Linked DNA regions of Mus musculus: regions 1, 2, 3, 4 and 6 are each linked to region 5. A link is a contact called in public HiChIP or PLAC-seq and promoter capture Hi-C data. All regions are on one chromosome and are shown on one strand. The core of a region is the stretch at or near the end of the contact, and the rest is flanking DNA. Distances in the headings are between cores, read along the strand shown.

Region 1 (4,349 bases), core at 1,718-4,217, 330 kb after region 5:
CGAGCAAGGGCTTCTAAACATTTCCATAGCCCACTTTCCTCTGTATTCTACTGACGACTGTTCCCCGGGGACTTCTTTAAATGCTGGTGGATAGACTGCACTCTGGGCTGGTCTGTGCTTAGGAGCCCAGGTCTCTTTCTCCTTCCCATCCTTCTGAGCCCTGTCACATCCCTGTCTTATCCCATCCCGCCCCTCACACTGAGTCTCCCTCAGATTCCCAGTGTACTTCAGCATCCCAATGCCTAGACCAACAGATTCACAGATAATCAAACTCTCTCAGTGTCCCTCAAACCTCCCTTTCCTGTTACTCGGATTTGTGTCCTGATCTCCTCGTTCCACTTTCTCACTCCTGAAAATCTCTGTGATTTTATCTCCAAGAGTAACAATTTCGCCTTCCCCTGATGAAACGCTGTGGTTCTTAGACCTGAGGCTGCCCCAGCTCTTCCCTCCTCCCCAGGTGGAGCCAGTTCCTCTCCCCCGTTGGTCCCCCCAAGCCCTGCAGGCTCCAGCCTGACTGCCCACCGGCCCCTCCCACTGAGCTCCAGACACCTGGCTCCAGCCTGGGTAGGGTCTCAGCAGCAGGAAAGTGCTTCCCCCCTCCCACTGAAAGCCAGGCAGCTTCTCTGAATTCCCCCAAGCTCTGCCAGGGAGAGGCTCAGCAGAGCTGCCTGCCAACTTGCTTTCAACCCGAGTCCTTGGCATGGGTGGTGCCCATGGTGATGGTGGGGTTCCACGGTGGCCACCCACTACCCAGTCATCATGACCCCTTAGAGGCCTGGCCTTGCAACTGCTTGCAGCCTCTAAAATGAGACTTTCTGGGCCCCTCCCCCACGGGGGGGGGGTAGAGAGAGAGAAGCAGAGGGAGGCTTTTAAAATTCCTCTCTGGAGAGATAAACATAGAAGCCATTTCAGAACAGGTATTTCAGCTCTGGGCCTGGCGTCTTTCCCCTATTCCCGTGATGGGCACTGACTCACTCGTGCCTCATCCACCTCGCTACCCGCCCAGGCGCTCTTGAGAGCCTGTGAAATTTTACCTCGTCAAAAGTGAGCAGCCCCCAGGACCCCAGGGCAGCCCAGGACTGGTTTGCCCCAGTGTTGGCCTCCGGGCAAAAGCGGCAGAGAAATCTGATAGCTGAGTATCTGTCTCTCCAGGACCAGGGCCTAGCTCACAGTGGCACCTTTCTCTGCCACTGCCTTTGCCTGGAGCCTGGTGAGCCCAGGATTAATGCCCACTACCCTGAGTCACCTATGCAACCCTACACCCGCCCTGTTCATTGCCACCTCATCTCTTCCCCCAAGCTGGGCCTGGCTAGACCGCCCATGACCTCCACTCTAGACTGGCTTTCCTGTGGCTGTAAATAAGACAGGGTTATGTGTGTGTCCAGAGGGCCAGGGCTGAAGCTATACTTAGCGTACTATCTCCTACACTTAACCTGCCTGTGACACTTAAGTCTCCATTTGGAAAAGGGGGCTCTATTAGTGGTGGAGTAGACAGGGAGGGGGGCAAGGAAGAGGCTCCTTCCTGAAAGAGAGGAAACCTGGGAGCTTGGGAACGGAAAAGGCCAGGGTTCCCCCCTCCCTACTCATGACTTCCCGTCCCCTCCTCCTCCTTCAGCCGACACCTGGCATGGGCATAAACAGGGACTTTGCTCTTTCCCACTACTAGGGCAGGACTAGGTCAGGAAGGCAAGGGGCAGGCGCAAGGGCAGGCGCAAGGGCTGGTGGGGCGCAGCAGCACTCCAGGGCCAGGAAGACAGTGCCTTTAGGGTGGCAGCTGGCTCTATCTTGCCCTCCGACATGCCCTAGACAACAGACCCTCAATAGGCAGTGCCAGAGGAAACTGGCCCAGCATCTCTCTCAGGGGAAGGGGAGGCAGGCTCACTGGATCTGGGAGGGAGGGGTTTAGTGGCATTCTGTGGCCTCGACTTCTCACCTCTTCTTGTTCCACCATATCCCCCTCTTAGGTTTGGCCCTAACACTCTTCTCATAACTTGAAGAAACTCAAGGGCAAGAACAAAGGGCCCGACAGTGTCTTCCTCTCAATACCATTTGCTTCATAGCCCTAAAACCTGCTCCGGAGAAATTACCTCCTTCCTGTTACAGCCTTTGTAGCCCTGTGAAGCCCCACTCTGCTCCTCCCCAAGCTTCCCAGCGACACTCCTCTTACCAGTCCCTTAGTGTGACCACCTCAGCCACTCCCTCGGTCGACCCATACACAGCATGTGCCTAATTTATGCCCCCCCCAACCTTGGAGGCACTCTTCAGGGTCATCTTAAACACAGAATGAATATCTAATGCCCAAAACCTAGATTCCTACGGAGGTTCTTTCCAAGGCTCCCTGAGCGCTGTGCTTACTCTTGACGTCCATAGGTGCCTGTTAGTATACAAACGCCCAAGTGGCACACAAAAATGAGAGTGCACAGAAGTTTCATGGGGGGACTTAGAGAGCCCCGGAGGCCAGGGCCAACGTTCCAATTCTCAAGGCAGGAGTGCCCAGCAGGAGAGCCTTACTTTAGAGTGATGAGATGCCAGAGGGCAGAAAGAGAGGGCTGAAACAGCCAGCGCCTGTGCGAGCAGGCATGAGCAGGTTTCTGCCCTGGTCGGCTGTTGCCAGGTAGTAAGGGGAGATACAGACGGAGGTGGGGAGCTATAGAGTCCAACCCATCCCTGGCCACCTCTCCTAGGCGCAGGCCAGGGGTTGGCAGGGACAGTTACCCTGCGAAAGGCCATTGCCAACCCGGCACCCAGGCTGCCAGGGAGTCTCAGGGCTTACTTGGGATTTGAACTGTTCCAGAAGACGATGTGGCGGTCAGCAGCGGCCAGACTGCAGCACAGACCCAAGAGAGGGGCCCAAAGGAACTCCATAGCGCGGGGCCGGGCCGAGCCAGGCCAGGACGAGAGCTCTGCAGTGTAAGGTTCCCACAGGCTTCTCCACGGTACAGTAGGCACCACGATCACAAATCTGGCCTCTTCGCTGCTCGACTCCGCCTTTTGGGCTGGCGCCGCCAACACCAGCCCCGCCCTCGCCCCGCCCGACGCGCGCTGCCCCAGGGCTTGATGGCTACGTTGGAGGTGGAGGAAGGGAAAAAGACTCTGGGAGGAAGGACTCCCATATCTCAGCGACGGAGAGCGCTCCGGGGTCTGCACAGATCCTCCCATAGCTGTGTGTGCTCACTTACGGGTGTGGGGGTGGGGGTGTCTATGTGAGGCTCTGTTGGCTTTGTGGGACTGAAAGCCATAGCAAGCTGGAAAAATGGAAGAACTTATACGTGTGGGTCTGGGAACCAGTGGCTTCAGGACTTGGCTTTGCAGCGCGGGGCGCCAATCTTGTCAGGGTGTGAGGTGGGGGGATATAACCACACCTTTCCTGAGATTCACACCCAGGCCCGCGCACTCGCCTTCTCACACTCTCTCGTGACCCCCTCCTCCCCCCGCCCCCCCAGCAACACTCCCCCATGCCTTGACTCTGGCTTGGCTGCCCCTCCCCACACAGACGCGGCTGTTTGTTTTTGTTGGGTTTGTCAATGTTGTCTTTGTTCAAGAGATTGTGTCATCGCTTAGATGCCGGGAATAAAGTGCGACGTTGTGTGTGATCGAGCGTGTAACGTGTGCGGCCAGGGCTAAGGGCTACTCAGTCCATCAGTACTTTATGCGAGAACTCATAGTTGGGCTCAGGGGCTGTAGGGGGGGATGTTCCTAATATTTTCAATAGCGCCAACGTACGCTAATGACCTGTTTATACATTTCACGTGTGTCTTGAGCGAATGCGCGCTTGCAGATGGAATGTGGGAATATGGTCATGAAGAGTGACAAACTAACCGACCTGACACATGTACATATGGCGTGTGTAAATGCGTGTGATGGCGGGTAGGTGTAAAGACACTTGTGTGTGGAAGCGTGTGAAACGCCTGACATACATATGCTAATGTTTGTGAACAGTGTGTGAAGAAGAGGAGAAACGTGTTTGGGCGTGCAGCGGGGGTGGATTGGAGTGGGGGGTAGTTTGGGCGGCTGTGTTTGACTGAGTCTGACTTGGGTCTTCCAGTCGGTGGGCTCTCAGTACCAGGCTCAGAACCCCTCCCCCTCTCCATGTAAACAACCCTGCAGGAATTCACCTCTCGAATCAGCAGCTGTCTGGAGAGGGGTTGGCGGCGTCTGCGCCTGAGATGGAGCTGGCGGGCAGGTGTTTGATTAGGCTCGAGTGCATTCTTGGAGCCGTAAAGTCAAAAGCTGAGTGCTTGGTAGTTTGCGTGTGTGGCGGTGAGCCCGTGTGCGTTGCAGGGTGTGATGGGCGGGGGTTTCTGTCCCTGGTCTCTCTTCTTTGCGGCTGCGCATCAGGGCAAGGCGCG
Region 2 (4,389 bases), core at 911-3,410, 330 kb before region 5:
TCAAGTTGAATGAGCCAAAGAAAGTACTGGCTACTTTTAGATACTGGCAGAGGTTTTTAAATTTTTTTTATATATTAAAAACAATTTCTCAAAGATGTCACTGGTAGGATTACGGGGGTGGGGGCTAGAATGAAGGGGTTTGGGGAAAGGGAAGACCCCCAGAAGAAAGGAGAATGTTCATTGTTCCAGAGGCTCCAGAGAACAGAAATGGAGTCAAGCTGAAGACATAGAGCACTCAATACAGTTTTAAAGGTTTGGTTTTGCAGGGCAGACAAGGGAGAGGTGAGCAGGTGGAGCAGACAGCGAGCTGAGGCTGGGGAAACACAGTAAAAGGCTAGAGGAGGAGGTCACCCTCTTCTTCCATAGACCTTCCACATGGGCTTTACGTACTGACCAGACCCTCAAAAGAGTCTGGGGGAAACCTAGATTTACTAGTTACTCAAGAGTTTGGCTTATAACAATTTCTAGTTCAGGCCTTAGAGAAAATTGAGGTCTCTGCCCCCCCCCCCCCCAAACCAGGCAGCTCATTCTGACCTCTAGCTGATTGTTAGTACATTTCTCAGCTTTGGCTGGTCACTCAAGCGGGGCAAGTCTGGAGGCTCAGAGCCAATAGGAACATGGCAGGTCCTGAGGCCTTCCTAGGATTCCTTCAGAGAAAACAGAATTGGTCTGGGAAAGTCCTTTCTGCCTCATCTGGCCAGCCTGAACTGGACATTGTTTCTTTTTCCCTGGCCTTTACTATATAAGGACCCTGAACAGGAGAATGGGCACAAAAGGTGAGGGAGTTCCTAGGCAGGAGATAGGTCAGAGGAGCAGAGTGGGAGGGGAGCAGAGCCGGGGTGAGGAGCTGAGGAGCCCAACCAGCACAGCGGGTGGATGAGGCAGCCGAGCCCAAATTAGAGACTGAGGCTAAAATTGGCACTCTAGGAGTGCAGGGCTGGGCTGGAAACCTGCAGCCCTAACACCACCCTCCCTGCCCCGCTACCGAGAAGAACAGAGCAGAAGCTGGTGACAGTGGCTGGGCCTCATCTCCCTCCCTCTTTCTTTTTTCTTTCTTTCTTTTTTTTTTCGGTGTTTTGAGACAGGGTTTCTCTGTGTAGCCCTGGCTGTCCTGGAACTCACTCTGTAGACCAGGCTGGCCTTGAACTCAGAAATCTCCCTGCCTCTGTGCAACACCACGCCTAGCCATCTCCCTCCCTCATTACCACACACTTTTGGGACTAGATTAGGTAGTACCCTAAATTTTTACAAAACTTTGCCCCAGGGTGCTCAGGTTTTTACAGAGAAATCGGAGACCTTGATAGGTGGAAACGGAGCAGACTGGAGAATTTCCCCAGTGGCAGGAAACTCAGGTTGACTCAAAGGGTCCAGAGAAATGAAAACCCACCCACACTCCTCAGCAAGCTCAAACGTTTCCAGACAGGGCCAAGTTGTTTCTATAGTCTCCTGTGGCAGAGAAAACTGGTGTCAGGACACAAGGAAGGATTTCCTCAGCTAGCCTCAGGAAAGGTGGAGCCTTCTCACCTTCACTGCCAAAGTAATTGGCAGAGGTGGGGCTGAGAAGGATGGTCAGAGTGTGGTCCACAAGGCCCAGAGGGGTGAGAAGCTGGGCGGGGGGTGGGGGGGGGTGAGGGGAAAACCCTCTCTTGTGGACTCCTAGCTTTTGGAAAGGAGTCCCCTTCTTCACTCTTTTGGGGGAGTGAAGCCTGTTAACGATGAAGCTTCTAGTTCCCCTTTCATTGCCCCCTCCCTCTTGTCATACCAGTCCAACATTGTAAAAGCGGTCTGTGTACTCAAGCCTGTTTGATGAGTGAGCCCTTATGGCTAGGTCTCCCAGTTACCGATAAGGTGATAGAATCCCCTTAGGGTCTTTAAAGAGTGAAGTTACCCGGAATGGGCGCCGGTGTTTTTCAAGGACAGCCGAGCTAAGGGAGGTCGCTGAGGTCAGAGAGTGTTCCTAAGCGCTAAAGGGAAAAGGGATCCTCGAACCTGTCCCAAGGACCCCTGTCCAGCAGACTGCAGCGATACTAACCCCGGCGTCCCGTCCGGTGCGCGGGTACCCCGCCCTGCCTCCGCTCCGCCTCTCCCCTTCCTGAGCTCGGGTGGGGGAGGAGACTAGGGTTTGAGGAACTGGTGCTGGGTGCAGGGGCGAGGGGACTCAGACTTCCTGTCCCCGAGGCCGACGCGTGCGGCCGGACCCCTCCCCCGCCGTTGCTGGACACCCGGGGCCGCCGCGTCCTCCCGCGGCTCACGCTGGATTATGTCTCGGATCGAATCCCTCACTCGCGCGCGGATCGACCGGAGCAAGGAGCAGGCAACCAAGGTGGGCTGGCTCTGCGACCGGGCGCCCTGCCGACCTCTGGGCCTCCGCCCCGCGTCCCGCGTCCCCCCGCCCGCTCTGGGGCGCCCGAGTCCGCGCGCAGCGGCCGGACGGGGTGGGTGGGGCTGCGAGCGCGTGAGGAGGGGGCTGGAGGACCGCAACGTGACCCGCGTCTCCAGCACCCGCGCAGCTTCTGTGCGGGGATCTAGGAGAGCTGAGCTGGGTTACCAGTGGTTCGGCGGGACCGAGTGTTTTGGGCCGCTCGGAAGAAAGTTGCTCCGGTAAGGGATCGAGCGGGAAAGAGGGGCGAGCGTGTCGGGTTCCTAGGGACGACGCTCTTGGGCACCCCTTTCCGCACCCCAGTTCCGGGGGTTGCTTGCGGCCGTGCCCGCTAGCGCCGGCTCGGTCGTTCCCCCTTTGTCCCCACCAGCGGGTGGAGGGGGCCGGAGGGGGTGTTTTCCAAGCTCCCTCCCCCACCTTCCCGCCCCTCCAAGACAAAAGTCAGCTCCTCCTCTTCTTGCGGATGGACTTTCCAGCTGTGATTCAGTTCTTGCCTGGGGTAGGCGGGTGGCTAGGGGTCAAGACAGCAAGCGGCCGCCCATTTTCTCCGCCAGGCCAAACCGATCCATCAGGTGAAGCAAGCTGCCTTTGTGTCGCTGGGATGCCTTCTCACATCCTGAGCGTCTCGGTGCCAGGACCCAGAGTAGTTCCCACCCTTATCTGTTTCATCAGCTTCCAGGCTCCTGGTTCTCCAGCCGCCTCGGTTAACCCAGTTCCCCCACTCCCCTCAGCCATATTTCGATTATCGCCTCGGCTTGGGGGCCCTTCACCTGTCATCTGGAGTCTGGCTGTGTAATTATCAGCACACTCTGCAATACGACCTCTCCAGCACGCCTTTACAAGTGTCCTTTATTCCTGTCTTTGTATTCAGACGCCCTCCCAAATGCCATGACTTTCCTCACCTCAGCTCACAGGAAGTGGTGAAGCCGAGGAGGACTTGTAGATGAATAAGTGAAGCCAGGGGGGCCTGGTTCAGGCGGACGGCGCCTCCCTGTACCTCAGGACACTCACATTATAAGGCTCTCTCGGAAAGCAAAGGCAGGAAGGGCTTTAATCTTAATCCCTGTCCTTAGCGAGAGCGTAATGACCCTCCCGCAGCCAGCCAACCAAGCAGATCATTTTCAGGCTGGAAAGCCACTCTGCGAATGGAAAGCTGCCCTCTCCCTTCCTCCAAGGTTCCAGGCTTTAGCTACTTGCTTTACTGCTACACTGGGAGAAGGTCGGTAGGGGTGGAGAGCCTCGGGGGCGGGAAGCTCAGTTTGAGGCTTTTTGTAGGGTTTCGGGATGGGAGTCTGCTCACCGGAAGAAAGCTAGCAGGGCTCTGAGCAGCTCCAGGGTGAGGTGACTGAGTGTGAATTGTGGGGTGGCAGACAGGCTCTTAACAAACCCTAGCGACAGGCCAGGCCCCAGCTCCCAGAGTCTGTTTATTTTTTCAACCGTTTGAGCGAGACCCTGGAGTAAAGCCAGGGTGGGTGGGGGGAACTTTTTGAAAGCACGGAAATTTGGTTCCACCCTAAAAAGGAAAGCCACTGGGGGGGGGGGGGCAGGAGAGGCAGACCTGTGGGGCTGTACGAAGACATCCTCAGGGGGCCTTTCTCCAATCCAGACACCTGGCATCTCATCCCCTGTTTTTCTTTTTTTCTTTTTCCATAACACAGTAACTGGAAATCCAGACTCCTGGCTTTTTTATCTTTTGACTATGCTATGGAGAAGGGATCAGGGAATCTGACTGGTTTCCCAGAGACCAGTGAGTGGTTCTGAGAGGGTAGAGAGACCAGGGGAAGGAGGGAGGTTGTCAGTTTGAGCTGGTCGGAAGGGGAGGGACACCTCCGGAAAGCTGTGGTTACTGAAGTGGGGGAGTTGGTTCCTAGCCACGAACCCTGGATCTCCCCCCCCCCCCCCAGCGCACCAGCTGTCTCCTTTCTTTTTATACTGTGCTGGGAAGTCGAGGGGCCCACTGGAAATGAGATTATTTGAGGAACGTGGTCTTCCCCGATACCTACGAGGGA
Region 3 (4,826 bases), core at 142-2,641, 350 kb before region 5:
ATCTATCCTAAAGGACCCCTCCCGCCTCCTCCCTTCCAGGGCTCTGAGCATTAGACAGGCTGTTCTTTTCTCTTCTTCCTGATAACTTTGCACACAGCGGTGTTAGTGTCTGACTGTGACTTTTTATTTTCTCTTTTTGTCTCAAGATAAAACTGCAGGTCACCTTACACAATGCCTATTTCTGCTTCTGTCTTTCTAGGTCTTCACTCCAGGAAGCCCTAAATAACATAACAGTGGCAACAATAGAATGTGTTCCTAGCATGGGAGTTATGTTAATTGCTTGATGCATGTTGCTCTCATTCATTCTCTCTCTCTGAGAACGGGTCTCTCTATGTAGCCCTGGCTTCCCGGTAACTCTCTACACAGACCAAGATGGCCTCTGCCTCGAGTGTGTGTGTGTGTGTGTGGGGGGGAGAGGTGAGCACCTCTGTGCCCAGCTATCGTCAGTATCTTAGCATCCTTGATATTCTCGTAGGATAAGTAGATAGGTGTCTTTTTTTGGGAGGTGGGGGTGGTTCAAGACAGGCTGTGTAGTTCCGGCTGTCTTGGAACTTGTTCTATAGACCAGGCTGGCCTCAAATTCACAGAGATCTCTCAGATGGCCTAGTGCTGGGATTAAAGGCATGTGTCCCCTCTCCCCCCACCCCCACCCCCCGTTAAACCCTAAGTGTCTTTTTTTTTTGTTGGTTTGTTTTTGTTTTTGTCTTTTTAAAAAGATTTATTTATTATATGTAAGTACACTATAGCCATCTTCTGACACTCCAGAAGAGGGCATCAGATCTCATTACAGTTGATTGTGAGCCATCATGTGGTTGCTGGGACTTGAACTCAGGACCTTCAGAAAAGCATTCAGTGCTCTTACCCGCTGAGCCATTATTCCAGCCCCCCCCCCCAAGTGTCTTAATCATGATTCTATTTCTGTGAAGAGACAGCATGATTGAGGCAACTTATAAAAGAAGGCATAAACGGGGTGCGGGAGCAGTAGCTGAGAGTTTATGTTTGATTCACAGGCAGGAGACCGAGAGAGGAGGTGGGGAGACACTGGAGCTGGTGAAGGTTTTGGAAACCTTAAACCTACGCCCAGTGACACACCTCTCCAACAAGACCCCACCCATTATTCTTTCCCAAACTGGGGACCAAACACTCAAAATATGAGAGTCTATAGAGGCTCTTTTCATTGAAACCACCACAGTGAGGAATGCCATTCTTGTATTTTCTAAGACAAAAGTGAGAAGAGAAAGAGGAGGAGGAGGCAGTAACAGAAGCCCAAGACCATTCCTGCTTAGGAAGGTTGTACTTGTAAACCCAATTAAACCACAGTTACACCTGAAAGAAGCATGGGGTTGGCTTTGAGCGACAGCGCCCCCTGCTGCATACATTTAAAGTTCTCCCCCTAGTTGTTAGTCATTGGTCAGCAGCTTAGTCAATGAAGTCACCAGAGAGGTGGAGACAGTCCAGGGCAGTAAGGGGTCAGGAAGATAAATCAAGGGACAGCTTAGTGTTTTTTCCTGCCCTGTTACTTCATTTCAAGCGCCTGTTTTAGAATCTCCTATGTGTGTCACCGGAAACAGAGATGTGACCTCATTGTCTACTTCCTTGTTTCTTCAGCCATTTCCTGAGGAAAGCGGTCTGGGGAAGGTGGGAGGGAGCAATGGAGAGAACAAAGAGAGAGCCAACTCCTGGAAGGTGTCCTCTGACCTCCTTAAGTACGCTGAGCCACACATGCATAAATAATAATAAAGGAGCCACTTGTTTGAGCACCGTTCCACAGCACATGCGTGGAGGTCAGAGGACATTCGGGAGTCTGTTCCCTGCGTCCACTGTAGGATCCAGGCATTGAACTCAGGGAGTCAGGCTTGCAGACAAGTGCCTTTACCCACCAAGCCACTTCACCAGGCCCACATAAGGACCTTTTCCCATTACATTACCAACCTAGTAGCTTTTCTCTTCTCTTGGCCTGACTCTAGCCCCACTCAAAGTCAGCCTGCATCTCCTGTTTTGCTTTCTGGAGACTCCCAGTTAGTAATGTGTGCTGGCCCACTGGTAGACAAAAGTTTTTTTTGTTTTTGTCTTTGTTTTTATTTTTGCTGTGTTGTTGGTTTTGGGTCTGTTTTTTTGTTTGTTTGTTGTCTGTCCTGGAACTTACTATGTAGATCAGGCTCTTCTTGAAGGCCCAGAGGTTTGCCTCTGCCTCCTGAGGGCTGGATCTAAACTTGTGCACTGCCTTACTCTTCCTGGCCAAAGATTTGATAAAATTTCTCTTGCAGCATTTGACAGTTATGTGTGCATGCGCGCACACACACACACACACACACAACTATAAGGACAGACTCAGTATCTGCAGTATCTGCTTTTCTTAGCATGGCTGTTTTCAATATAGATGCTCCATGAGGGATATTAATGAGCAAACAAGAACTTCTCTTTATAGTTTTCATTCTGAAACAAGGTTTCACTGTGTCCTTTAGCTTTCAACTTGCTTTAGTGCGCACAGTGGCCTTGAACTCTGGATTTTCCCGTCTGCCTCCTAAGTGCTGAGACTGCAGACATGTGCCGCCTCTGCCAGCCAGGCTCTCTTCACTGGAAAGAACAGTGTATTAAGAGCTAGAAAAGCCAAGTTCTAGACTTGACCTTGCATGCAGCGGACCTCATGATCCTGAGGCAGGCATTCTTTGCCTCTGCCTCTGTCTCAGCAAAGGGAGGGGTAGGAGATGCTTAGCAGCCTGGCTGTGGAGATGTCCCCACTCCAGGATCTTTTCTTTCTTTCTGTAGTTCTGGCTAGCCCGGAACTTGCTACGTAGACCAGGCTAGTCTCAAACTCACGAAGATCAGACTGCCTGTTTTTAGAGTGCTGGGATTAAAAGTGTGTGCCACCCACACCCAGCTTCTTTATTTCTTTAAAAGACAGGGGCCTCAGGCTGGAGAGATGGTTCATCGGTTAAGAGCACTGGCAGCTCTCCTAGAGGTCGTGAGTTCAATTCCCAGCAACCACATGATGGTTCACAGCCATTTGGAATGGAATCTGATTCCCTCTTCTAGCAAGCATGAAAACAGAACACTTGGCTGGCAGTGGTGGCGCACGCCTTTAATCCCAGCACTTGGAAGGCAGAGAAACAAACAAAGAAAAGAAAAAAAGAAAACAATATTAATATACATAAAATAAATAAATAAAACTAAAAAAAGGAAGTAAAAGACACAGCCTCTTTCTTAATACAAGCTAATATGAAATTCAACATCCAAGCCAGCCTAGCCTGACCCCACTCAGGGCCATCCCCATGAACCTCTTGAAGGATGAGAATTACAGGCCTGTAGCACCATGGCCTCCAGGGTTCTAGAATTTTGCTCACCTCTTTCTTTCTTTCTTTCTTTCTTTCTTTCTTTCTTTCTTTCTTTCTTTCTTTCTTTCTAAGATTTATTTATTATTATACATAAGTACACTGTAGCTGTCTTCAGACACTCCAGAAGAGGGCATCAGATCTTATTATGGGTGGTTGTGAGCCACCATGTGGTTGCTGGGATTTGAACTCAGGTCCTCTGGAAGAGCAGTCAGTGTTCTTACCCACCAAGCCATCTCACCAGCCCTCACCTCTTTCTTCTTGATTCAGGGCTGTCTCCGAGTACCTTCCATGAACAGATCGGTCCCAGGGGAGCCCTTCATAGGTGAAGACCCAGTGCCTCATGGTCTCCCTCAGTGCTGCCCAGCTGCTGTGGAATCCAGAGAACAGCTGGAGGAAGTGGAGGGGAGGGAGGAAAACCAGGAAGACAACAAGGATGGCTTCCACACATCACTCCTTAGAAGGTCCGGGGCTTTCCGTGCCCGCAGTTACACTACTGACTCCTTCAAAAGACACAGTTGGGGGCCTGGCAAGGAGTTCCAGGATCCAATAAGCAGGTGAGTCCCCAGGGCACCTTCTGACCCTCCCTTGCTCATCTGTAGACCTTGGGAAGAGTGTTCAGAAAGGCACATCCTGGTGTCATTGCCCCACCCCCACCCTGCCACCAATCTCTCTGGAGAGACTCGGATCTCTGAGGAATGAACGGAGTGGAAAGCTCTCCTGGAGAATCACAGCCCAGCCTGTGAACAAGCTTGGGAAATATGGAGCTTCTAAAACAGGGGTCTCCACAGTGGCACTCATTCCCACGGATGGCACCACCAGCAGGTGGGCTCGGGAGGAGAACTGGGTGGGCACCATCTGAGTTCCATAGCCCCACACAACGGAGCAAAAACGACGACGACGACAACTTGGAGATCATATAATCTAGCCTCTTCATTCTACAGCCAGAAAATAGGTCCAGAGAACGTTTAAGAGGCTTCTTAATGTAAGTGGGTACTGTTCCCCAGGTGTCTGCCACGCTGCTGGCTTCAGACTGAGGCGGACCTGTCTCTTGGACAAAGCTGCAGCCAGAAACAGCAGGGGTTTATGTTTACTAGTTTGTCAGTTGGTTTTTGTTTTTTGAGACAGAGCTTCAGGTAGCCCAGGCTAGTCTCTCTCACGTACTGAGATGATAGAGATAGGCCACCCTGCTTGGCTGGGGACAGCTGCCCTCCCTCAGAGGTCTGCATATTCTTAGCAGGTTTGGGGAGAAGGACCCACGTCTTCCCTATCTCCTGGAAAATCCCTGACCACTTCCCCCAAATAGAGGAAGTTAAAAAGAGAAGGTCGGGGGAGGGGATTGTTCACATGAGTCCGAAGTGAGTCCAGCCCTCCCTCCCCCCCCCCCCCCCCATCCTACCAGCAAGGGTAGTCTCTTGACCAGGGCACGGTCTTCTTAGACATGCCCTTATCTCTGGTGAGTGGTTCAGCATTCTTCAGCTGTTGGGCATGAGC
Region 4 (4,539 bases), core at 1,262-3,761, 300 kb before region 5:
AGAAACCCTGTCTCAGAAAAAAACAAGAAAACCCAAATAAACATCGTGTGGAGGGTTTAGAAAACTGCTTCCCCGGGTAAAGACCCTTGCCCGAAAGCCTGATGGCCTAAGCTGACTCCCAGAATCTTAAGAGGGGGGAAAGAGAAAGCAGACCCCAAGCTGTCCTGATCGCCACATGCATGTGGAACATGTCTCCTCGTCTGAACACACTTGAATAAAGTGTAATTTTTTTAAAAATCAAAGCAAGGTGCGTTGGCACATGCCTGTAGTTCCAGCACATGGGAGGCAGAAGCAGGTGAGTGTCTGAGTTCAAGGGACAGCCTGGTCTACAGAGTGAATTCCAGGACAGTTAGGGTTAGGTCGTAAGACCGTCTCAATAAAAACAAAGACGAGGAAATGAAAAAACCTTATGTTTGCTTCTGACACACGTACAAGTGTGAACACAAATGTACATGCAAGCATGCATACATACATACATAAGTACAGGAAAGAAGGAAGAATAGGCTAAAATGATCTGAAAAGCTCAACTTGTTGGCACATGCCTATAATTCGAGCATCTGGGATCAAGATTAAAGATTCCAAGCGACCCTCAGCTTTACAGTGTGAGACCAGCCTGGGTATGATGAAACCCTGCCTCCAATTTTAGAAGGGGAGAACTGACTTCTAGAATAATTTGCGTGGGGGGAAGATTCCAGCCCACATGCTCTGGCGCTTGGCTGAAGTGCAGTTGTACTCAGTGAGACTAGCTTCTGGTTTCTGACCCTCAGCCTACAAAACTTTTCTGTATCTCTTGACTCCCCACCCCCACGCCCAGACCCTTGTGATTGTTACCCAATCCTTGATTGAAAGGGACAGATCTATTCACTATTCTCAAAGGCTATACACTCAGGGTCTGCATCTTGTGGCAGCAAAACGACAGACAAACGTTGAAGGGGAGGCTTCTACATCATTCCTAATGGGTACCTCTAAGATGACAAAAAGCTTATTGGCCAGAGAATACATTTTTGGGTTTGGTACCAAAGAGGCATAACGGGTGCCCTATTCTAAAGTGACAGGGAGAACCGACACCTGACCTGTTAGTCTAAACCGGGTGATGGACGTTAGTTATCCTGTGAAGTACTTGCATGAAAGGTCAAGACAGTCTCTGACCGATCTGGTTTATTCTCAGTTCCTCTTTGCCATCTCCAGAGATAAGCTTTGCCACATCCACCTCCTGTTTGGACTCCAGCTTCTCCGTTCTGTCACACCCAGAGTTGGTGATCAAAGATCAGACTTCTCCTGGGGACACAGCAGCCTGACTGAGAGAGCAGCTGCTCCTCCCTAGAATCTGTGGGCTCTGCCCCTGATAGGTCTCAGAAAGGAGAGTGTTCAGGCTGCATCCTTCATCCAGGTGTTCCATTGTGTTTGTGTGTGTCCTAGAAGAGCCACTCTCCTGGGTGCTGGCTACCGTTCTCCCGCCTACCTCCTTGAGGGCCATTTGTTCCATGCAGGCCTTCCTTTGAGGCCACAGTCTTGACCAGAGAGCTCTGAAGGAGCTGACAAGAACCTGCTGGGGCTCCCGCCGCAGGAGACAATAGATCACAGGGTTGAGGCAGCTGTTGCTGTGGGCCAAGCAGGTGGTGATGGGAAGGATGTAAGTATGAAAGGTGTAGAAAGTACTGTCCCAGGGCACCAGGTCAAACCTTACCAGAATTTCCCAGAGAGTGACTACATGGTTGGGAACCCAGCAGAGGGCGAAGGAAGCCACCAGGACACGGACAGAGCGGGCTACCACTCGGCTGTCCTGCCATTGTCGTGGCCTGCATCTTTGCTGCCGCTCTAGAAAGGCCAACAGCAGCAGGTAACTGGTGGTAATGACTCCCAAGGGCACGATGAAGGCCAGAACTACCCTCTGTAGCTGGTAAGCTCCCAGCCAGTATCTGCTGGGGAAACGCAGAAGACAGAGGCACACGCCCCACAACTCAACTTCAGCCCCAAAGATTGCTGTGGGCACAGTCACCAGGGCAGCTGCCACCCACACTGCCAGGGTGACCACACGGGCCCAAAAGACTGAGAGGTGACTACCTGGTCCCACAGCCATGGCTACCACCCAGTATCGCGCGATACTCAGTGCTGTGATTAGGAAGGTGCTGGCATAGATGCTGAGGACGGTGGTGGTCAGGACTACCTTGCAGAGGGCACTTCCGAAAGGCCAGTGGAAGTCCATTGCTGACTCGGTTGCCCAGAAAGGGAGAGTAAGGGCCAGCCCCAAGTCTGCTAGAGCCAGGCTGAAGACAAAGGTATCAGAAGACAGGCCGGGCACACGCTGACCACAGTTACCTAGAACCCACAGTACGGCCAAATTTCCCAGCAAGCCAATGATACCTACAAGTCCATAGGCCAGTGCAACCATGATCCTCAGAACAAGGAACTGGACAGGCATGGCAGCACCGTCAGTGCTCAGCACGCTGTCTCCAGAGCCATTGACCCAGAAGAGGGTGGGCAGAGAGGCAGAAGAATTGGATGTGGCCATCGCAAGACCGCGGAGGTTGCTAGAGCACAGCAGAGCAGAGGAACCAGGGAGTGCCCGCCTTCCGGCCTGGCAAGCAACCACCCGCCGCCGCTGTTGTCTCAGGAGAGCTCTTAGAAGAGCCCTTGGAATCTGGGTGTTGGTCTAGAGCTTCGGGTTGTAAGAGCCCCTGCCCATGCTCACACCTAAGAGGGACAGGTGTGGGTAGAACAGCCTGCTTCTTCCCAGTTGGACAACCGTGGTGGGTGGGGCAGTGCAAGGGAGGGCTATGTTCACACTGTCAACATGCATGTAATAGGGAAGGAAAGGGAAACAGTAGAGATGTGGAGCCAAACCAGAAGACGCTTTTTCTCTCTCCCCGGAGTGCAGAGAGCTCTCTGAGAAAAGGAGAGGTGTGAGGAGAGGTTAGGGAAGGAATATGGCATTAGAAAACCAGACTGGGAGTCAGAAAAAGAGAGAGGAACACACATCACTCAGAGTCCCACAGTTGCTGTGCCTTTCCTGTGTCTCTCTGATTGGGGCCCTGTGCTGCTTTGCTTAAAATGTTAATGGGGGCAGGCCAGAGATCGGGGCTGTTTGGGGAAAGGGGCCTGCTGCCAAGCCTGGTGATTTGAATTCAGTCTACAGGATCTGCATAGGAGAAGGATAGACATGCCACTCACAAGCTGCCCTTTGACCTCCACACTCATCTCACACACACACACACACACACACACACACACACACACACACAATTCTCCCCCCAAAAGTGTTAAGAAAATATACAATTCAGCGAGATGCCAAAGAGCTGTGGTCACTGCTACCTGCATGGCTGAGGCAGCTGGATCACCTGATCACCAAGGCCAAACTTGGCAGTACAACAAGGTATAATCTATATATAAATAAATACGCCCGTGGAGATGGCTGTCCCTGGAACCTGCCTACATAAAGGTAGGAGAGGACAGGCATCCCGGGGTTGTCTTCTGACTTTTATACATGCACAGTAGTATGTACCCCCCAGCACTACTAAATCTTCAAAATAAGATTAGATGGTGACAGGCTTAATGGTTTGCTGGCACACCCAGCCTGGTCTGTCTACTGAATTCCAGGCCAGACAAGGTTAGGTTCTGAAACCCTGTCTCAAAACCAAACCAAACAAGTTTGGGACTAGATATCAAGTACCTGCTTGTCGGCCCTGACAATGTGCACTGGGTGGTCAGGATCCACAAGGTGGGAGGAGAGAACAGATTCCTGAAAGTTGTCCTGACATTTGCCTGCATTCAGTAGCATACTGAACATCCATGCTCACACAGGCAAATACTATTTAAATAGTTTTAAATTGGGGCTAGAGATACCTAAGGAGTTAGTATCTTGCAGATGACCTGCGTGTGGTACCCAGCACCCATCTAGTATCTCACCGTCATCTATCACTCCAGTTCTAAAGAATTTGACCCCCTCTTTTGGTCTCCACTGGCTCGAATGTGCTACATGTCCATACGTGCAGACATACATATAAATAAAAATTCCTTACAGAAGTTAAATCAGATGAAGATAGTCCGTTGTTCAGGGAGCTAGCGTGAGTCCATACCTTGTTCTTTGCATGATGACTGTCATTTCAAGGGGAAGTTTGGAGCATTGGTCATGGAAGGAAGCAGGACAATGAACAGCTGTTATCATGCCAAGGGAACACTGCCAACTAAAACACAGGTCAGAATTCAGTGCAGTACCATGTGACCTTGATGCTAAGAAGGGGAAAGAAATGAGACGGAGGAAGTTGCAGTTCCCTGTATACCCCTTCTGGGCACATTGGACTTGTGAGGCCATAGGTGGATGACCACGGCCACACCTTCAGGTCTGCTCTACATCCCTGAACAGTCCTGCCAACCTGTCCCACCCCCACTGCCACTCCATTTTTCTGGTGTACTCAGAGCCCCGTCATATCCACATTCCTCCATATCCCAAGCCTCACTGTAGAGTTCTGGAACCTGAGAAAAGCCTTTACCACACCTCATCCTGTCTCCCCATGAGCTCAGTCTCAGCTGAAGACCGTC
Region 5 (4,530 bases), core at 1,509-4,008:
ACAACAACAACTACTGACCTGGTATAAAGGCACACACCTTTAAATCCAGCACTGGAGGCAGACACAGGGGAATCTAAGTTCAGCCTGGTCTACAGAGTTCCAGGGATACCAGGGCTACACAGAGAAACCCAAAACAAACAAAACAGGAATAACTAGTAGACTAGCTCCTCAATAGTGGCATTTAAAGTTGACCTCTGGCACCCCAAGAGTGTGCATGCACATGTGCACAGCACAATCAAACATATTTATGCTACATTTTTTGCTCCTACTCGCCCAGGTTTGGGTTCCTGGAGAAACACTGGGACTACAGAAGGAAAATTAATGTGCCTCACCCCATCTCCTGCACCCATGCAGGGGCTCACAATCTTAGGTGACCCAACACCCTCTTCTGGCCTCTGGGGGCAACACACACACACACAGGATGCACAGACATACATGTATACAAAACACCCATATATACACACACACATACAAATAAAGAATTTTTACTACGAAGGCAGTGTGATATAGGGGAAAAGTTAGGAAACTAAAGTCTAAAGATCAAGTTACAGATTTCTTTGAACTTCAAGCTTTGCTTGGAAAAGGAAGAGTCTCCCTGTTGTAAGGGTTCAACAGGAACAGTACAGAAGTCCGTCAGTGCTCTTCAGACTAACTTTCTCTCACCTGCCCCCCACCCCAACCCCACTGTTGTTCTGAGACTGTCTCACGGAACTCAGGCTAGTCAAGACTTTGCTGCATAGCTGTGGATGACCTCCAAGTTTCCATCCTCCTGCCTCCACTTTGTGGAGTGTTGAGATTATAGCTTCAAGCTTTCTAGTCCTAGTATTTAAGTATGTGACACTGATTTTAACATTTCCATGTCCTTTGAGATAGACCCTGTAAATCAGTCGGACAGTCTGCACACATGCAAGCACACACCTATACAAAGTTGCACACAGGAAGCTACTGAAGAAAGATTCCTGCAACCCTGGGTAGACTGCATGGGCTTGGTTAGCAAAAGTAACTTCACAGCTAGTCAATTAAGGCTGATTGTCTCTTTAACTCAAAGAAGGAAACACAAAGATAATCAATCCCCAATGCATACAGCCAATAGGGAAAGGTTGGGTTATCTGAAAACCAGGTATGGGTTCATGCCTATAATCCAACCTCTAAAGAGGCTAAGACAGGATGACTGTCAGAGTTTCAGGCAAGCTTGGGCTAAAGAGTGAGACTGTCAAAACAAACAAATAAACAACCACTCAAAAGACAATTTAACCCCTATTCCAAAAAAAGACTGAATATTAATTGAATGGGTTCTGGAGATGAATGGAACGCAGTAATGTTTAAATTTCCCCTGAATCACAAAGGTAAGAATTCACAGATAAGAAAGGAAACTTAAGGTGCCATTCCTCTAAAATTTTGCTTTGCTTTTTGTGGGAGACTAAAAATGAGTAGATCAAACGTTGGGGTTTTAACATCACATGCCCTGAATTCACTCATCCAATGTCAACACGGAAACAAATACTAGCAGCCAATGAATGCCATAGGTCTGGTTTAACTAGCAATTTAGATGAATAGAACACAAACTACCAATTACACCTACAAATCTTATCAACATCAACAGCACTGTAAATGATAACAATAATACTCCGCATTTTCCCCGTACCCAGGAGCTAATTCTGCTTTACATATATGATCTCATTATTTCATACTCCAACCCTGAAGGTATATTTTGGGGTTAGCTAATTTTTACTACCAGCATCTCATAAATAACTTGGAAAAATTTGAAGGCCTAAAAGATCAAATCCAGAAATAAAATCTCAGTGCATAGTTTCATCCCCTCACACACTCAACCTGCGGGTGGCGACCCGAGGAGAGGTCTAACAACCCTTCACAGGGATCCCATATCAGATATCCTGTATATCAGATGTTTACATTAAGATTCATAACAGCAAAATTACAGTTACGAAGTAGCAACAAAACTAATTTTATGGTAGGGAGTCACCATGTGGAACTGTACTAAAGGGTCGTAGCATTAGGAAGGCTGCGCGGACCACTGCTCTAACATCAGGCTGCCAGTTGCAAACCGAGTTCGCACAATCTTTGAGAAGTGCACAAGGATCACACAAGCATCACAGAGGATAGGTACCCTCTGGGACTTTAACAAGGTTAAACTACATTAACATATTAACAGCCGTTCTGTCCGTTCATCCTCCGGTCCCAGGTCCGCAGCCCCGGGTCTGAAGGATGCCCTCTTGGAGGATCACCGACACTGCTGCCCTCATTCCCTATCTCGGGGCAGTTCAAATACACGCTCCTTTCCCTCCTTCATCATTGCATCCCCTGTGTGGCTCAGTCCCCTTACCATGAGTCCAACACTAGGACTCCTGCTCCGGTGACCCGCACACACCGCCAGCGGCTGGATCCCAGGCACCCGTCCTGCAGTTGTGAAGCAAGCTCGGGTCGTGTGGCAGGAAGCTACCCAACGCGCAGTCGCCGCGGCTGCAACCACAGCCCAGCGGAGGGGCACCGCGCCACCCGCCCCGCGGCCGGAAGCGGGCAGCAAGCCTCGGCGTCGCGGTGGCCCGTCCCAGGAGGTCCGCGCCTAGGTACCTTCGCTCGCTCTTCAAAACATTCCGGTCACCGTGGCCAGCCTCGTCTGCGCGGGCGTGCCCGCTTCTCCCCGGCCCCAGCAGGGGCGCGCAATGGAACGTCCCGCGGGGGGGATTGTGGGAGGCGCACGTTCGAGGGGTGGGGGCGAAGGCGGCGGCAGCCGTGGCTGCCGTTGGTAGCCGTGGGGGCGGGGAAGAGAGGGAGGCGAGCCGAGGAGGAGAAGGAGGAGGAGGAGGAGGAGGAGGGAGGAGGCTCGGGCTCGCGCCAAGGAAGGTACGCGTGAGGGCCGAGAGGGAGTCGGGAGCGCGCGAGCCGGAGGCCCCAGAGCGAGCGCGTCGGTGCTGGCGGCGCGGGGCGGCCGGAGGCGGTGGTTGGAGGGCGCAGCTCGCGACCAGTCCGGACCCACTCGGAAGCGTGCGGGCGGGCGTGCGCGCTGCGCGGCCGGAGTCGGGTGAGGGAGGGAGGGAGGGAGGGAGGGAGGGCGGCGGGGAGAGCGCGCGGAGGGAGGAGTGGGAGGCGGGAGGGGGGGCACGCGGCGCCCTTCGCTGGCTCGCTCGCTCCCTCCCTCCCCAGAGCCGCCGCCGCCGCCGCCGCTGCCGCCGCCGCTGCCGCTCCCGCCGCCATTTTGGGTTCGCTTTGCGGAGGGGGGAGACGATCCCGGTCTCGGTTGCCGGACCCGCCTTCTCTCGGTTTCCCCTTTCCCGACCTACGCCTTTGGCTTCTCCTCTCTCGCGTTTCCGCCGGTCCGCTTACCCGCTGGCCGCCTCCTGACAAGCGGGAAGGGTTACAGTGTGGAGCCAGGGAAGCCGAGGCGCCAGGCTGCCACCCTCTCTCTCTCCACTTGCCTGCACTCGGCGCTCTCGGCCTCGCACGGTGAGTAGTGCGGTGTGAGCAGGCCTTTGAAGGCCCCAAGTAGTCTCTCCTTGGCTACCCGGGATCCGCTGTCACCCCCCCGGACCTGGACCTCCGGGAGAGCGGGGTGAGGATGGGGGAAGGGAGAGCAGGGATAGGGATCCTGAGCTTACCGGGAAGTCCCTCTAGGCGGGGTGACGGGGTGTCCCTGACCAGCGGGCTCTTGGTTTGGGGGAGGGGGACGGGAAAGTAAGCGAGTGGAGGCGGAGTCGCTTGTGCCCCTGACAGGTTAGTTTGTGTAGTAGGCCCGATTGGAGCATCCCCCAAGATCCAGTTTATGTCTGTTTAAGTAAGGGACAAAAGTAGCAAGGGAGATGATCTTCAGCGGGTAGTTTACCTGTACAAGATCTGTGGTGTTCTCGAAAGGCGGAAATATATGCAGACATGACATAGTGATCTGAGTGTTAATAAGTTTAATAAATGTCACTGGTTAGTTTCTACTTGGAAAGAAATGTTTTGGGTCTTGAAGACCAGATGGTCTGTTGGTTTATAGCTGCTCTGTTTATATGTGTATAATTCGAGGATGGAGAGTGTTCAGGAAGAGTTTGCCTGCATTTGGGGAAGTTCCCTTTGTAAGTTAGCTTATTTAAAAACAAATGCTGGGACATGTGTTCTCTAGGTCGATAAATGTGCATGTATTTTAGCATTAGTATGATTAGTATGATAATACAGAATGCATGCTAAGATCAGGAAGGGGAGAAACTTGACATAGTCTGTGCCTTTGAATAGAGTCAGTTGTGTAAATATGAAAGCCAGACCAACATCCTCAGAGTGATCGCTATTAGGCTGAGAATAAGGGGAGATGTTTTTGACCGTGTGGATTTATAGTAGTGCATAAAGTTTTTATATTCAGAGTACTCTTTCAGTTCGTAATCCTAAAACTGTAAAAATTATAGGAGAATAGGAAATCCCGGCATAAAGAGGTACTTTTCCAAGGTCATGTGTTAAATTAGTGGCAATGTTGAGATATTTTGATTACTAATTTAGTAATGTATTGTCCATATTATCATAGTGCCTCAGGAGATT
Region 6 (4,458 bases), core at 1,622-4,121, 370 kb before region 5:
CATGACACCCGCCTTAAAATCAGGATTATTTACATCCAAGTTGATCAGTGGCTCTGCATTTTTAGCTGCATTGTCAGTATTTTTCCTGTTATCAGGTACTAAGTCCTTGTATTTTTCAGCGTTATCTCCATATTCAAGTCTAACAGCTAAACCAAGAAGCCAGTCAATTGCTTCTTGCTGATCCTGAATCTTGAAAGGACAGTTAACATCTTTGAGATACTTTTCAAAGAACTTGGGCCAGTCACTGCTGTGGATGTTTCTCAAGTTACCTCTGTCTTCAATCTTGTAGTGTCTGATTTTCTGGTCTTCAAGCCAAACGTTAAAGTTTCTAAATTCTGTTTCATCTTTGCATTTGAAGCCTGAGGGGTTGTGGTAATCCAGGGCCGTGAGCTTGCGTCGGAACATGGTCCCCGCTGCTCGCGCTGGCCGCCCGGGCCACCGCTGGGACAGGAGAAGCAAGGTGAGGCAGCAGGTGGAATTCTGAGTTCGAGGCCAGCCTGGTCTATAGAGTGAGTTCCAGGACAGCCAGGACTGCACAGAGAAACCATATCTCAAAAACAAAACAAAACAAAACAAAACAAAACAAAAAACAAAACAAAAAAAAATAGAATCTCTTCTTTGTATTTTTTCAGGAGTAATTTGTAATCCACAATAAGGCAAAATTCTTTTCTTTTCTTTTTTCTTTCTTTTTTTTTGGAAAGGAAGAAAGGAAAAAAAGAAGAAGAGTTTAGATACTTGAAAGGCATAGGCAGGTAGATCTTTGTATATTTGAGGCCAGCCTGGTCTCCAGGGCAAGTTCCAGACAGCCAAGGCTACACAGAAAAACCAAAAATAAGAAGTTTGGGTCTTCAAAGAAAAAGATCACCATTCCAACTGAAGAGTCTGGACAAAGCACACTTTATTCTGTTTGGTTTGTGTCTTAGTTAGGGTTTTACTGCTGTGACCAGACACGATGACCAAGGCAAGTCTTATAAAAAAACAACATTTAATTGGGGCTGGCTTACAGGTTCAGAGGTTCAGTCCATTATCATCAAGGTGGGAGCATGGCAGTATCCAGGCAGGCCTGGCACAGGAGGAGCTGAGAGTTCTATGTCTTCATCCAAAGGCTTCGAGTGGAAGACTGACTTCCAGGGAACTAGGGTGAGGATCTTATACCCACACCCACAGTGACACACCCATTCCAACCAGGTCATACCTATTCCAACAAGGCCACACCTTCAGATGGTGCCACTCCCTGGTCCAAGGATATACAAACCATCACAGTTTGGTTTTTGTTTTTTTGAGAGACAGGGCTTCACCCTGTATTCTTGACCAAGAGACCGAGCTCAAAAGAGCGAACACGTGGAAGCAGGAAGTGCAATTGGATTTTTTCCTAGCTCAGGTGATAGCTGTCTTTTCTGACCTCCTCGAGCACTGGGCATACACATGGTGCACATATGTACATGCAGGCAAAACACTCAAACACATAATAATAAAGTATTCTAAAAAAAAAGTAAATAGTTGTAAGAAGTCAATCAAGCCAGGCAGCCATGGCGCACACCTTTAATCCCAGCACCAGAAGGCAGAAGCAAGTGGATCTCAGAGTTCAAGACCAGCCTGATCTACATAGAGTTCAGGTATATAAAGAACCCCCTCCCCACAAAAAATGGGGGGTAGGTCAATCAAAGGGTTAGGCATTGTTAGCATTTTGTTTAAGCTCCACCCCACAGTTACCTGGCAACAGCCAGGTGTGCCTGACTCACTATAAAAGGGGCTGCTTGCCCCTCCTCTCTCTCTCTCTTTCTCTCTCTCTCTGTCTCTGTCTCTCTCTTTCTCTCTCTCTCTCTCCACTCTTTCTTTCCATGAGCTGATGGCCAGCCTCTACTTCTCCCTCTCTCTCTCTCTCTCCTAACTCTCAGCTCCTCTTCCCATGCCCTGAATAAACTATTCTATACTATACTGTCCTGTGGCTAGTCCCTGGGGGTGGGGGGAAGGGATGCCTCAGCATGAGCCCGCGGTGGCATTCCCTAACCCCACACCTTACCACACATCCACCAAACACATTTCCTCTCCTTATCTTTTTATAAACACAACAGGCATGGTGACACATGCCTTTAATCCTAGTTTCACTTAGACAATAGAAGCCAAGGGATCTCTTGTGAGTTCTAGGCCAGTCTCAAAAAAAGAAGAAAAAAAAGAAGCATAGGGTGTCTGTCCCAGGAGAGCCAGGCGCAGTGGGAGAAGGTTCTCTCATCACCCCACCAGCATCTATAGTAGTGCCAGAGCACAGAGCAGGTGCAGAGTAAACCCATCCTGGATGTAAGAGTGCTACAGAAGGGATGTGGAAGAACTCTCCTGCACATGTGCTATAAGCATGTTTACATGTTCATGTGTTTATGCACATGTGTGTGTGCACATGTAGAGTTCAGAGGAGAACTTGTCGGTGCCCTATTAAATGGGTCCAAGGATTCAAACTCAGGTGGGCAGGCATGGTGGCAAGTGCCTTTACCTGCCGAGGGGTCTCTCTGGCCCTGTTTACTAGTTGTCTGAAGTCTCTATAAAGTGCTAATTACATAAGGCAGTGACTAGCAGCTTGGAAATCTAAGAATTCAAGGAAAGGCTATATCAGCTACTTCAGCCTTAAAACAAAGTCGGCGACTCTTTGAACTTTGAAATTGTGCCTATGCAGCTTATTTCGTTTTAGTTTAAACAGAGGGGTTTTCCATGGGGTAAGCATTAATGAGAAGAAATTGGAGGACACACAGGAAAGAGTCAAGGACTCTAGGTAACTCAACTCCTTTGGGGTATCAGCCGCCATAAAGGGGAAGGTGGGGCTTGTTTCAGAACTACAACATCCATAAGGCACAGGAAGGGACATCAGGGTTTCCGGTCAGATCCGTTTCCGGTCTTTCGGAGGCTGACGTTGTTTTCCGGTTGTCTGTGGCCCAGGGAGGCGTTTGGGGTGCTCACGGTGAGTCTGGGAGACGCAAGAGCGCTGGGGTCCCCGCTGACCCCGCCTGGCCGGCAGCGCGGTACACACTGCTGTGGCTTGGGCTCGCGGCTGCGGACCTGGCGGCGGGGCTGGAGTGTGGCGCCGCACAGGCTGCCTGGCTGGCAGTGTTTCCCATGCTTGGGTCGATTGCTCACTTTGCTTTTTTCCAAAGATGAGGCTGCTGGCGGTTGTGGTGTTGGCTCTGTTAGCCGTCAGTCAAGCAGAAGAAGGAGCCAGGCTTTTGGCCTCCAAATCATTGCTCAACAGATACGCTGTGGAAGGGAGGGACCTGACCCTGCAGTATAACATCTACAACGTCGGCTCCAGGTAACGGCCTAGAGTTCGCCAGCTTCCTTCTGAATTCCGAGTTTCCACGTGGGCATAGAGAACGTTTTGTTGGGGAGTGAATTCTCTTTTGGAGTCCTCCAGTATCGAGTGCAGTGTGTGAGTGAGTGAATGAATGAATGAATGAATATACTAGAGGGCTTACCTTTGTCGGGTGCTTTTTGAAGGTGAAGACATCCTTAGGTGAATTACAAGAAACCACTTTGGGGTCTCAGAAGGCTTTCAAAGGCAGGGATAAATTCAGCTTGTGAAAAAGGAAATGCAGACACAGAGTGTACATCTGTCCTCTTACCTCGGGTGCGGACTCCCAGCTTTCTTCTTTCACTTACAATCACTTTTTTTGTTGTTTGTTGTTTTTCAAGGCCGAGTTTCTTAACTGGCTGTCGAAGAGTCCACTCTTAGACCAGGCTGGCCTCAAACTCACAGACATCTGTCTGTCTCTCACACTGCTTCCCGAGTGCTGGGATTAAAGGCATGGGCCACCACTGCTGGCTCCTATGAGCACTTTTTTGTTGTTCTTTCCTTTTATATATTTTTCCATTTATATCTTACTTCCCCTGTCTAGAATTAGAGCAAGATTACCTTTGGCAATTCACTTCTGAGCAACAGAATCCAGGCCTTGATCTGGATTCTTCAAAACAGGCCCAACTTACTATGGGGGTTTCTTTTGACCAGCAGGTGGATTTTCCAGTCAGTTCCCTTAGTTTTATGTCCCTCACTCTTATTTACTATATGTAAGTACACTATAGCTGTCTTCAGACACTCCAGAAGAGGGCATCAGATTTCATTACAGATGGTTGTGAGCTACCATGTGGTTGCTGGGATTTGAACTCAGGACCTTCGGCAGAGCAGTCGGAGCTCTTAACTGCTGAGCCATCTCGCCAGCCCTGTCCCTCACTCTTTATTTCCTCTGCTTTCCAGCGCTGCATTAGATGTGGAATTATCTGACGATTCCTTCCCTCCAGAAGACTTCGGCATTGTCTCCGGTATGCTCAATGTCAAATGGGACCGGATTGCCCCGTATCCTTTTTTTTAATGGGTGGTGAGGGCTGGGGGAGGAACATTGCCTGGAAAACATCAAGGGGGCTGCAAACAGACTGGATGTGTGGTCTGTTTCTTGTCATATATCTGGGGAGGATGAA

What was found. HiChIP or PLAC-seq counts read pairs in DNA pulled down with a chosen protein or histone mark. Capture Hi-C pulls out chosen DNA fragments and counts their contacts.
Region 1: a contact with region 5 is called in a promoter capture Hi-C map of liver. The contact joins the promoter of Efna1 here to the promoter of Dap3 in region 5. A contact is called at or near these places in 4 of 39 promoter capture datasets (3T3-L1-derived adipocytes, the HPC-7 cell line, hematopoietic stem and progenitor cells and 1 more), 1 of 484 Hi-C or Micro-C datasets (embryonic stem cells), 4 of 115 datasets of contacts at active chromatin or transcription factors (the SCID.adh cell line, extraembryonic endoderm stem cells, memory CD8 T cells and 1 more) and 2 of 9 other capture datasets (liver and pancreatic islet).
Region 2: a promoter capture Hi-C map of pancreatic islet shows a contact between it and region 5. The contact joins the promoter of Arhgef2 here to the promoter of Dap3 in region 5. A contact is called at or near these places in 6 of 39 promoter capture datasets (the HPC-7 cell line, cranial neural crest, frontonasal cranial neural crest and 3 more), 1 of 15 datasets of contacts at CTCF or cohesin (the NIH/3T3 cell line), 15 of 115 datasets of contacts at active chromatin or transcription factors (the SCID.adh cell line, astrocytes, differentiating embryonic stem cells and 10 more) and 4 of 9 other capture datasets (adipose tissue, embryonic stem cells, liver and 1 more).
Region 3: an H3K27ac HiChIP or PLAC-seq map of embryonic stem cells shows a contact between it and region 5, with 8 read pairs. The contact joins the enhancer-like site here to the promoter of Dap3 in region 5. A contact is called at or near these places in 1 of 39 promoter capture datasets (cranial neural crest), 5 of 115 datasets of contacts at active chromatin or transcription factors (astrocytes, embryonic hindbrain, embryonic stem cells and 1 more) and 2 of 9 other capture datasets (adipose tissue and pancreatic islet).
Region 4: a promoter capture Hi-C map of adipose tissue shows a contact between it and region 5. The contact joins the promoter of Rxfp4 here to the promoter of Dap3 in region 5. A contact is called at or near these places in 6 of 39 promoter capture datasets (cranial neural crest, frontonasal cranial neural crest, hippocampal neurons and 3 more), 1 of 484 Hi-C or Micro-C datasets (embryonic stem cells), 4 of 115 datasets of contacts at active chromatin or transcription factors (bone marrow-derived macrophages, cardiomyocytes, embryonic stem cells and 1 more) and 3 of 9 other capture datasets (adipose tissue, liver and pancreatic islet).
Region 6: a contact with region 5 is called in an H3K4me3 HiChIP or PLAC-seq map of embryonic stem cells, with 5 times the contacts expected there. The contact joins the promoter of Ssr2 here to the promoter of Dap3 in region 5. A contact is called at or near these places in 7 of 39 promoter capture datasets (cranial neural crest, hematopoietic stem and progenitor cells, hippocampal neurons and 4 more), 4 of 115 datasets of contacts at active chromatin or transcription factors (astrocytes, embryonic stem cells and large pre-B cells) and 2 of 9 other capture datasets (adipose tissue and macrophages).

Annotation. Positions count from the first base shown.
Region 1 is chr3:89,276,678-89,281,026 of GRCm38.p6, forward strand. Efna1 (ephrin A1) reads right to left here and starts at 2,968. Exons shown (of 5, transcript NM_010107.4): 1 at 2,774-2,968. The coding sequence starts at 2,865.
Region 2 is chr3:88,618,999-88,623,387 of GRCm38.p6, forward strand. It overlaps Arhgef2 (rho/rac guanine nucleotide exchange factor (GEF) 2), which reads left to right and starts at 2,161. Exons shown (of 22, transcript NM_008487.4): 1 at 2,161-2,323. The coding sequence starts at 2,261. It overlaps Gm20652 (a long non-coding RNA gene), which reads right to left and starts at 2,107. Exons shown (of 2, transcript XR_375820.2): 1 at 2,033-2,107.
Region 3 is chr3:88,602,425-88,607,250 of GRCm38.p6, forward strand. Gm40090 (a long non-coding RNA gene) reads right to left here. Exons shown (of 3, transcript XR_003954655.1): 1 at 4,732-4,826; 2 at 3,584-3,722. It also overlaps a transcript of Arhgef2 not described here. Among named protein-coding and RNA genes, the nearest start is that of Gm40090, 2.6 kb to the right of the region's middle. Within about 2 kb of position 1,392, at least 41 of the 459 cell types and tissues checked have an H3K27ac peak or open chromatin away from gene starts, as enhancers often do. A contact at or near this core is called in adipose tissue and embryonic stem cells, where this site is marked.
Region 4 is chr3:88,650,631-88,655,169 of GRCm38.p6, forward strand. Rxfp4 (relaxin family peptide receptor 4) reads right to left here and starts at 2,512. Exons shown (of 1, transcript NM_181817.1): 1 at 1,268-2,512. The coding sequence starts at 2,512. The coding sequence ends at 1,268.
Region 5 is chr3:88,947,524-88,952,053 of GRCm38.p6, forward strand. It overlaps Dap3 (death associated protein 3), which reads right to left and starts at 2,759. Exons shown (of 13, transcript NM_022994.3): 1 at 2,345-2,759. The coding sequence starts at 2,347. It also overlaps a transcript of Ash1l not described here.
Region 6 is chr3:88,576,737-88,581,194 of GRCm38.p6, forward strand. It overlaps Ssr2 (signal sequence receptor, beta), which reads left to right and starts at 2,872. Exons shown (of 6, transcript NM_001356317.1): 1 at 2,872-2,950; 2 at 3,144-3,298; 3 at 4,238-4,336. The coding sequence starts at 3,144. It also overlaps the pseudogene Rtraf-ps.